Linked DNA regions of Mus musculus: regions 1 and 3 are each linked to region 2. Evidence: chromatin contacts called from public Hi-C data. All regions are on one chromosome and are shown on one strand. Each heading gives the region's core, a stretch centred on a gene start, on an enhancer-like site or on the middle of the called end of the contact. The rest is flanking DNA. Distances are from core to core; before and after follow the strand shown.

Evidence for each region. A called contact is a pair of places that touch in the nucleus more often than the background predicts.
Region 1: a contact with region 2 is called in a Hi-C map of uterus, with 1.9 times the contacts expected there. The contact joins the promoter of Siah1a here to the enhancer-like site in region 2. A contact is called at or near these places in 1 of 39 promoter capture datasets (macrophages), 1 of 15 datasets of contacts at CTCF or cohesin (the NIH/3T3 cell line), 12 of 484 Hi-C or Micro-C datasets (the C2C12 cell line, the G1E-ER4 cell line, cerebral cortex and 7 more), 6 of 115 datasets of contacts at active chromatin or transcription factors (CD8 T cells, bone marrow-derived macrophages, craniofacial prominence and 2 more) and 3 of 9 other capture datasets (adipose tissue, liver and pancreatic islet).
Region 3: a contact with region 2 is called in a Hi-C map of uterus, with 2.6 times the contacts expected there. The contact joins two enhancer-like sites. A contact is called at or near these places in 1 of 15 datasets of contacts at CTCF or cohesin (the NIH/3T3 cell line), 7 of 484 Hi-C or Micro-C datasets (embryonic stem cells, forebrain, liver and 3 more), 2 of 115 datasets of contacts at active chromatin or transcription factors (effector CD8 T cells and embryonic stem cells) and 1 of 9 other capture datasets (embryonic stem cells).

The regions. Positions count from the first base shown.
Region 1 is chr8:86,744,714-86,747,413 of GRCm38.p6, reverse strand. Siah1a (siah E3 ubiquitin protein ligase 1A) reads left to right here and starts at 1,408. Exons shown (of 2, transcript NM_009172.2): 1 at 1,408-1,597. It overlaps Gm10638 (predicted gene 10638), which reads right to left and starts at 1,715. Exons shown (of 1, transcript NR_027829.1): 1 at 354-1,715.
Region 2 is chr8:86,819,411-86,822,110 of GRCm38.p6, reverse strand. All of the region lies in intron 1 of Gm39215 (a long non-coding RNA gene), which reads left to right. Among named protein-coding and RNA genes, the nearest start is that of Gm39215, 5.5 kb to the left of the region's middle. Within about 2 kb of position 1,275, at least 54 of the 459 cell types and tissues checked have an H3K27ac peak or open chromatin away from gene starts, as enhancers often do. A contact at or near this core is called in craniofacial prominence, palatal mesenchyme and uterus, where this site is marked.
Region 3 is chr8:86,727,432-86,730,131 of GRCm38.p6, reverse strand. All of the region lies in intron 1 of Siah1a (siah E3 ubiquitin protein ligase 1A), which reads left to right. Among named protein-coding and RNA genes, the nearest start is that of Gm10638, 17 kb to the left of the region's middle. Within about 2 kb of position 1,356, at least 80 of the 459 cell types and tissues checked have an H3K27ac peak or open chromatin away from gene starts, as enhancers often do. A contact at or near this core is called in uterus, where this site is marked.

The DNA of each region.
Region 1 (2,700 bases), core at 159-2,658, 75 kb after region 2:
ATTCTCAGGACTAGTTGATAATTATCATTTGTCCAACGAATATGAGAGTGAATGTATGACTTCCTACTTGGTAAGTTTCATGACAAAGCAGAGTTTATGATGGGTTATCTTAGACTCCCTATGTAAATCAAGTATTTTAAATGAACAAGAACACCACTAATATCGACAATCTTCATGAACCTACATAATGCAAGCTCCTTATCTGGCTGTTGAGCTTTGGGGACCAACAGATTTGTAGTATATGGTGCTTTTAACTTAATTAATTTACATTCTCAACTGTTTGGTTGTGCTAATGGTCTCAGAGGAAGGGCTACAGTGAGATACTAGATCGAGAATAGAAATATCAACACAAGCACAGATTACAAATACATTGAGGAAAGCTGAACATTCATTGAGAACAAATTTGAGTTCTGGAAGAGGGCGGAGTTTGTGCTGATGGAAGGCTGAGAGGAGACTTTTCTTCCTTTCTTGAAACCCCATAGAAAAAGTACTTTTCTCACAGCATTGCATTTCTACAGTTCTTCCCTGAAAATCTGCTCAGGATTTGTAAACGCCTTACATTCGGTTAACCTAGTCAGACAGAGGCATCCATGGAAAGACTAACGGGGACTCTGCGAGATGGCTCAGCAGAGGCCCTGCCACCAAGGCTGGCCACTTGCGCTCCACCCCCAGCACTCGCAACTCGTCCTCTGACCTCCACACAATCCCACACCCCAGAATCAAATCTAAAGGTTTCTACCCCTTCACTCGCAACTGGGGACTGAGTCTCAGCCCAGGCAACCACTCCTCACGAAAGCACCCGTAACCCTTGAGATGAGGTCTTCATTTATTTTGGATAAAAGGTCTCCCCGGGAAGTCCCAGAAAACTCTGTATAAACCAGACTGGCCCCAAACTTGTGAAGATCCTGCTTCTGCTTGCCTAGTGCACGGCTCCGTTTTTTAACCTAAAGCAGCAGGGTGGACAGTCCCCAACATCAGCTTCCCAGATGAGTGGGAAAGTGGACTTAAAGGCGTGCTTCTTACTGGCCAGCTTTCAACGAGCCTACCGGGAGGCGCGGCCCTCTTCTCCTCCAGGAGTGGGGTCGTGGAGGCCGCTACAGACCGCGGACCCGGAGAGAGGACGGCGCGAACCCAGTCAATCCCACAGTAACGGCCCGAGACAGCGCAGCCGCCTCGTGGGGATGCTCGGGACGCTGCTCCGGTAACCGAAGCGTCTCGACGCCAACCGCCACCGAGTGCGGGCAGCAGCCGCCAGCCGCTTCTGCGCGTGCGTGGCCGTGGGAAGCCCCGCCCAGCCGGGTTCGGTGCGCGCTCCCGCTCATGGCGGCCGCCGCAGTGTGTGGTACTTAGCGGGCGCGCGCGGCGAGCTCGAGAGCGCGCGGGGCGGCGGCGGCGGCGGCAGGGAAGCCGGGCTGCCGGGCGGGCGCGCTCTCGAGGGCGGCGGCCCAGGGTGTCCCGTCGGTCTCGGTGCCGGGAGAGGTGGAGGCGCGGCCCGCGGTGGCGGCGGTGACGGTGGCGGTGGCGGTGGCGGCGGCGGCAGCTGGCGACCGGGCGCGTTAGACGGGGCCGGGGTCCGCGGCGCGCTCTCCGCCCACAGGTAAGCGGGCGGCCTGGAGGGAGGAGCTGGCCGCGGCCCGGGGAGGGCCGGCGGGTCCCCTCGCGGAGCCGCGGCGCCTTTGTCTCGGCCTCTCCGGGCGGGCCCAGCCGACAGCGGCGGCTCCGGGAGGCGGAGGGCGGGCGGGCGCGCCGAGACTACGGCCCGCGCCCTCGCTCAGTCTTTGTTGTGTGGCCCGGTGTACGGCCAACATGGCGGAGGTCAGCCGCGCGCTTCGCGGGCCGCGGTCGGGCCTTGCCTCGGCGGCTCCGGGAGGGCGGCCTCCCCCGGACCCGCGCCTTTATTGTGCGGGGAAGAACGCAGCCTCCTCCCTTGTTTATGTCGCCACGAGCGAGCGCGCGGACGCCCGCCTGGGCAGCTCCAGCCTTTAAGCCTAAGCCTTGCTCCGCCCAGCTTCCTTTGCGGGATAGTTCGGGGTCCCTCCAAGCTCCCAGATGCAACTTAGTGTGTACGCCCTGGGCCGCTGCGGACCGTCTGTTCCTGGAAAGATACAGAATTTGTTTGCCCTGGCATAAGAGTTACATTTGTGCATTCGGTAAATGAGGCCATGTAGCTGATTTGTCAAAGTCATGGAAGCCCTGAACGTGGATGTAGGACAGGGATCTTACTGCTCTTTCTAGCGTTGAGCATTTACCATTTCTTGCTAGGCTATTGTCCAGGGTGAAATGTTAACTTGTAAAAGCGCTTGGAGCATGGGCTCCGAACTCTGCCCTCCTGCTTTGATTCCAATCCTGCCCCACGGGTTTGTGACCTTGGGCACGATTTTGGTGCTTCATTTTGCTAATCTGCAAAATGGGTCTGATGGAGAGTATTTGTCTCAAGCCTATTGAGAACCGATGAGATGGGAAATAGTTGATGTGCAGAGAGCTCTTAGTAAGTGCTAAGCTATTACAGTAAATGATTACTGCTAAAGGTCCTTGCCTCATAAAATTCGCTTAAGTTATTTTGGCATGGATGCGTTGGAAGTACATAGCCCAAAATGTTTGAAATCGGGTTATATAAAACCGGGTTAGTATTTGGGTTTTACTGTTTTAAGAAATGAAAGGGTTTAGAGGACAGAATGCTATGCTTTGTGAGATGATGGA
Region 2 (2,700 bases), core at 26-2,525:
CCCATGCCACTGATCTGGCAGAGTCCCTGTATGCCTGGGTCCCACTGGTCCCTTGAAATGTTTTTCATTATCACTTGTGTGAGTGTACACATGTGTGCGTGTGAAGGGCTGCATGCACATCAGTAAGTACATTATAAGGACTGGAAGAGGATGTCTGGTATTTTTCTCCTAAATCTCTGTCTTATTCCTTGGATACAGGGTCCACCTGACCCTGTCCCACAACACTAGGGTTACAGTCCCATGCAGCCACACCTGGCTTGTCATGTAGGTGCTGGATTCAAATTCAGGTCCTCATGCTTGCCTACATAGCAAGTAGCCTTACCTTCTAAGCTATCTTCTTAGCTTTGGCACCAACTATTTTGAGGATAATTTTATGAGGCTTTCCTTCTTCTTCTTCTTCTTCTTCTTCTTATTATTATTATTATTATTATTATTATTATTATTATTATTATCTCTTTATCTTTTTTACAGTCCAGTCATTATTCCCCTCCTGTCTACCCTCTAACTGTTTCTCATCCTATACCTCCTCCTCCATCTCCAAAAGGATGTCCCCACCCCACCCCACCCCATCCTACCAGACCTCCCACTCCCTGGGGCCTCAAGTCCCTGAAGGATTAGGTGTATCTTCTCTCACTGATGCCAGACCAGGCAGTCCTCTGCTGTACATGTGTCAGCTGGTGTCTGCTTGCCTGGTTGGTGGCTCAGTGTCTGAGAGATCTTTCAAATAGCCGCTGGGCTCTGGTTTAAGTCTGCACCTAGTGAAAGCAGCATTACTCTCTATTCACAGGGCAGTAGTCTGGGTGGAGACCTGCATTGATGCATGGCCTTTGCTGGACCCCTGCCCTCTCTGAGTAGTGAAGACTGAACTGGATGTTCTGGCGGCTCTGGGAAGCAGATATCAGAGCATGATTAGAAGGAACCCAGTGCAGCAGTGGCAAGGAGTGGCCTGATGTCCACATGTGCATGATCCTCTGCACTAGGTGGGGTTGCAGCCCTCAACTTCAAGCCCATACAGGCAGAGCGCCCCCTAGCTGTCTGATAGCATGTCAGCATAGCACTCCCCTCACTGTGATGGGAAACCCGAGAGGCAGGCAGGGATGATTCTTCAGAGGACTCAGTATTGGGCTGCTAGCAAAAGCTACTCCCCTCTCCTTCCTCCGAATGCCTGTGGAAGCTGGGTGGGCCTCAAGCTCTATCACCCTGGAAGGGGAGTGGTGGCCCTACCCACTCCTGCTGGGTGCTGGATCATGGCCAGCCCTGGTTTTTTAATATTCTGCTGCTTAATGGGACCCAGATGTTCCTTAGGAGTCTGATGTCAACAGTGCTCCATAGGCAGTTTGTCATTCCTACTGTGGGTAGACAGAAGCCGCAGATACTCAAACCCAGCAAAGGTTTGGGGATATTTCTGATGTAGCAAGCTAGAGGTGGTAGGGGAGGTTATCAGCCAGCTTAACTTATGGGTGATTATCACGTTCATGGGATGGGTGGGACTGCATGCATAATACTGGCATTATAGGTATGTACAGCAGGCCCAGACACCCTGACTCCTGCTGTTATTAAATGTGATTTTCATCTGAGGCCTGGTCTCCATCAAGCATGAGAGGACCAGGCTGGATAGAGCTGGGGGAGAGGAACATCCAGGAGCTGGGAGTGGATGCTCCATGTTCTCCTGCTTCATGAACTCAGCTGGGTACCATATACACTCTTCCATCCTCCCAGGAATCCTGACAGCACCCAGGAAGATCCTCCTGGATGCCTGCAAAGTCCACTCAGAGCATCTTACAACACAGAAGTCTGGAAAGCAGAGACTGGGCAGGAATTGGAAGTAACCATAGTTGAGATCTGGTTCTGGCTGACTCCAGGCAAGCATTCTTTCCCCTAGACTCTGGCAGACAGGGCTCTGGGAAGGGAGATAAACCAGAGGTTGTGTCCTGCAGAGATGTCTACATGGAAAGGAGAAAAAAGGAGAGGAGCCAAAACAAAGCTAGAGGGACCAGGAGCCTCCTTTTGTGGGTTGGGGACTGAAACAGAGATAGGGTCTCACTGAGTAATAGCCTAGGAACAGCGGCTCTGGAGAAACCCAGACATTCTGATTCATAGCAATATTTATTCTCAGGCTGGCTCCTGGGTCAAAAACAAAGCTCGGAAATGGCTCAATGGTTAAGAGCACTGACTGCTCTTCCAGAGGTCCTGAGTTCAATTCCCAGCAACCACACGGTGGCTCACAACCATCTGTAATGGGATCCGATGCATTCTTCTAGTGTGTGTCTGAAGACAGAGGCAGTATATTCATATAAATAATAAATAAATCTTTTTTTAAAAGAAGCTCTGGAAAAAAGGGGACATTTTAAGAGCAACTGTGATCTTTAAATACGGGACTTATTTTATAAAAGAGTAGTGTGTTGATATATGGCTTCTTTTGTTGACATTTAAATTGTAGCTATGTAAGAGAATGTCCTGTTCTTAGAAAACACAGCTGAAACTGCAAGGGATGAGTCACAGGGGATTTAACTCACTCTCCGAGGCTCTGCCAGTAAAGCCTGTCAAAGCACAGACACACTGGGGTGCAGGAAACAGGAGCGCACCAACCGTTGGTGAGTCCAGTCGAGGGATACAAACACACTCATTGAATTACTAGTGCAACGTTGCTCTATGTTTGAAAGTTTTCCAAGTAAAAGGAGAGAAAGAAGACAAAAGACG
Region 3 (2,700 bases), core at 107-2,606, 92 kb after region 2:
ATGAGCGATCCCTGCCTCGACAGACAAAACACCCCCAAACAAAAAACCTAGCAGTGGCTTTATACTCTGAAAATATTAAGACAAAATTAAAAGGTGTTAATACTATTTTTTTTCTGTTTAGTTTTTTGCCAAAGTGGGCTTGAGATGTACAATTTAGAAAGTCCAGGTTGTATTTCTGTTCTTAAAGATGTTCAGTGTAATCTAGTATTAAAGTAAGAGGAAAATTATTGAACACGATAAAGGTGGGCAAGTGGATGGGGTTGAAGTTGCTGAAAGTGGGTAAAAGCCATTTTATTGGAGCCCTCACTGCCTGCCAGGTTTTGGTTGTGTTGAAGGTTGTCCTAAGCATCATGTAATACCAGCTTAACCCTTTGAAGCTGCCCTGACACCGTCCAAGTTTGAGGTGCACAGGACTTTATGGGGCAAGGGTACTGTAGTGGCTATTCCTGGTTGTCAACTTGACTATATTTGGAATGAACTACAATCCAGAATTGGAAGGCTCACCAGTGACCCTTATCTGGAGGCTTGGAGATAGAAGTTTCTGATCTGGATCTTGGTATAGAGATCTTGAGCCATAGTGGCTATGGATTCCAGAAGATTAAATCTCCAAGTTTAAGGAACACACCTTTAATCTGGGCTACACCTTCTGCTGGAGACAACATAAGGACATTGGAAGAAGGGAGTCTCGCTCTTGCTCCTTCGCCTGCTTGCTGTGTGAGACTGAGTAACTGCTAGATCCATGGACTTCCATTCACAGCTACGACTGAACCATTGTTGGGAATTGGGCTGCCGACTGTAAGTCATCAATAAATTCTTTTACTATATAGAGACTATCCATAAGTTCTGTGACTCTAGAGAACCCTGACTAATACAGGTAATAAGGTTTGTTTAAAATCAAGGCAAGCTACTCTAGTTTAAAATGAGGCCAGTTAGGAAAGCTTTCCCAGAGTGGGATGAGGGTACCGGCTCAGTTTGGAGGGAGAAGTAAAGTTTTCCCTGTTCTGAGTGTGCTTACAATTCTCTGCATTGGAAGGGGGCGTTTGAAGTAGGTTGGCCCACAAGCAGCGGAGTTAGAATTGAGGAAAATGGTAGTTGAGGCCTGGAAGTATTGAGTTTGGGGGAGAGTGTTTTTCACTTCATGCAAACGAGAATTCTCAGGACAAAGACTTTGCCTGGCTGTGTACTTCCCTTCATCCCTGTATGTATGTTTCCTACCCTGAAGCCTTAAGAAAGCACTGAGATCGTGACCTCTGGAAACATATTCTACTAGACTCAACTGCTGCCAAGTGTACAGGCTTCAAGTTGCTGGTGGCGCCAGGCAGAGCAGCTCAGGTGGGCTGTAGGGTGGGGCTTAAGGCGAAGTCCGCCCTCTCTCTCTCGACTTGCCCTAGCGCCTGCCAGGTGTTGAAGACTAAGCAGCAGGACGCCAGAGCCGCCGGGCCGCTTCTGGGCTAAGTGGCTAAGTTAGTGGAGATCACTGGTTTAAGATCACGCAGCTTAGAAAGTTCATGGCAAGTGTTGTGTCTCCTGGGGACAAGCCACTGCTGAACTACTTTTAAGACTGAATGGAAGCGAGCAGCCTTCTGTGCTTAGGAGCCCGGGGCCCAGGAGGGGCTTCTGCAGGCTGGCCTTGGGGGTTGCAGGAACCTGAAGCCTCCATTCTCATGACCTGGAAGCCTGCACACTTTCTGCATTCCTGGAAGGGAGTCCTGCTCACATGCTTGCCAACGGTTGGGACCAGGACCAGGAAGAGGAAAGGTACCAACATAAAAACAACTGTTTCTAAGAGAGAAACCAGACCGTGTGAACCTGTGGATTCCGGTTTAGGCTGCACCGCTTTGTCTGGCTCTGTGAGGTCGGCAGTGAGGGTTCAGTGGAGCTACAGCAACCCCGATTTAAAGCAAGCTTCAGGGGTGTCACGACTTTGGCAGACTTGTCCTTGGTTTCTACTGTAGTCCTGCTTCGAGGTTGAGGCTTGTGGCTCAAGATGGAGCTGCATTCTTGGTAATGGTATAGGAGTTTTCTGTGCCTCTGACCACATTTTGTTGCTCATGCTCAGTAGAAATTAGTGTGCTTTCTACAGTGTTTGGAAGGTAATAAAAATGTTATAACATGAACCTGAACTTGTGCTGATAACTGCTAGAGATATTTTGCTAGATCTAGGCACTGGTCTAGTGTTTTTCTTATGATCTTGGCTATATTCTATTTAAATATACATTGAGGTCTTTGATGTAACCAGAGCTGTTTTTGAAGAAATAACTTTTCAAATTACTGTGTTCCTTTAAGTGAGTGAGCTACACTTAACACGGTGGAGGAGGTGGGAAGCCGACCACTTTGGTAATGCCAAACCCATTGTCTCACAAGTCACCTAAAATGGATAAGTCATCTGCATAAAGAATTTGCTCAGGTGGTAACTAGATTACAGAGTGCTCTTTTTATCGTGATGCCTGGATCACAGGGCTTCAGATGGTGAGAGCTAATTAATCTTCTATTCTTATATACCATGGGCATGAGCCTTGTGATGGAGGTTTTTTTACACTGTGTTGGAGAGGAAACCCAAGGCCGCAGGCAAGCTAAATATTTGTTAGTACTTTTTGCCCTTTGAACTTGAAAGTATTGCTTTAGTAACAAAAGAAGAAATGTAAACTTCCAGTGCTGCTCCTGGTTCCCTTATTGACAGTGTCTACTGTCTGCTGCAGC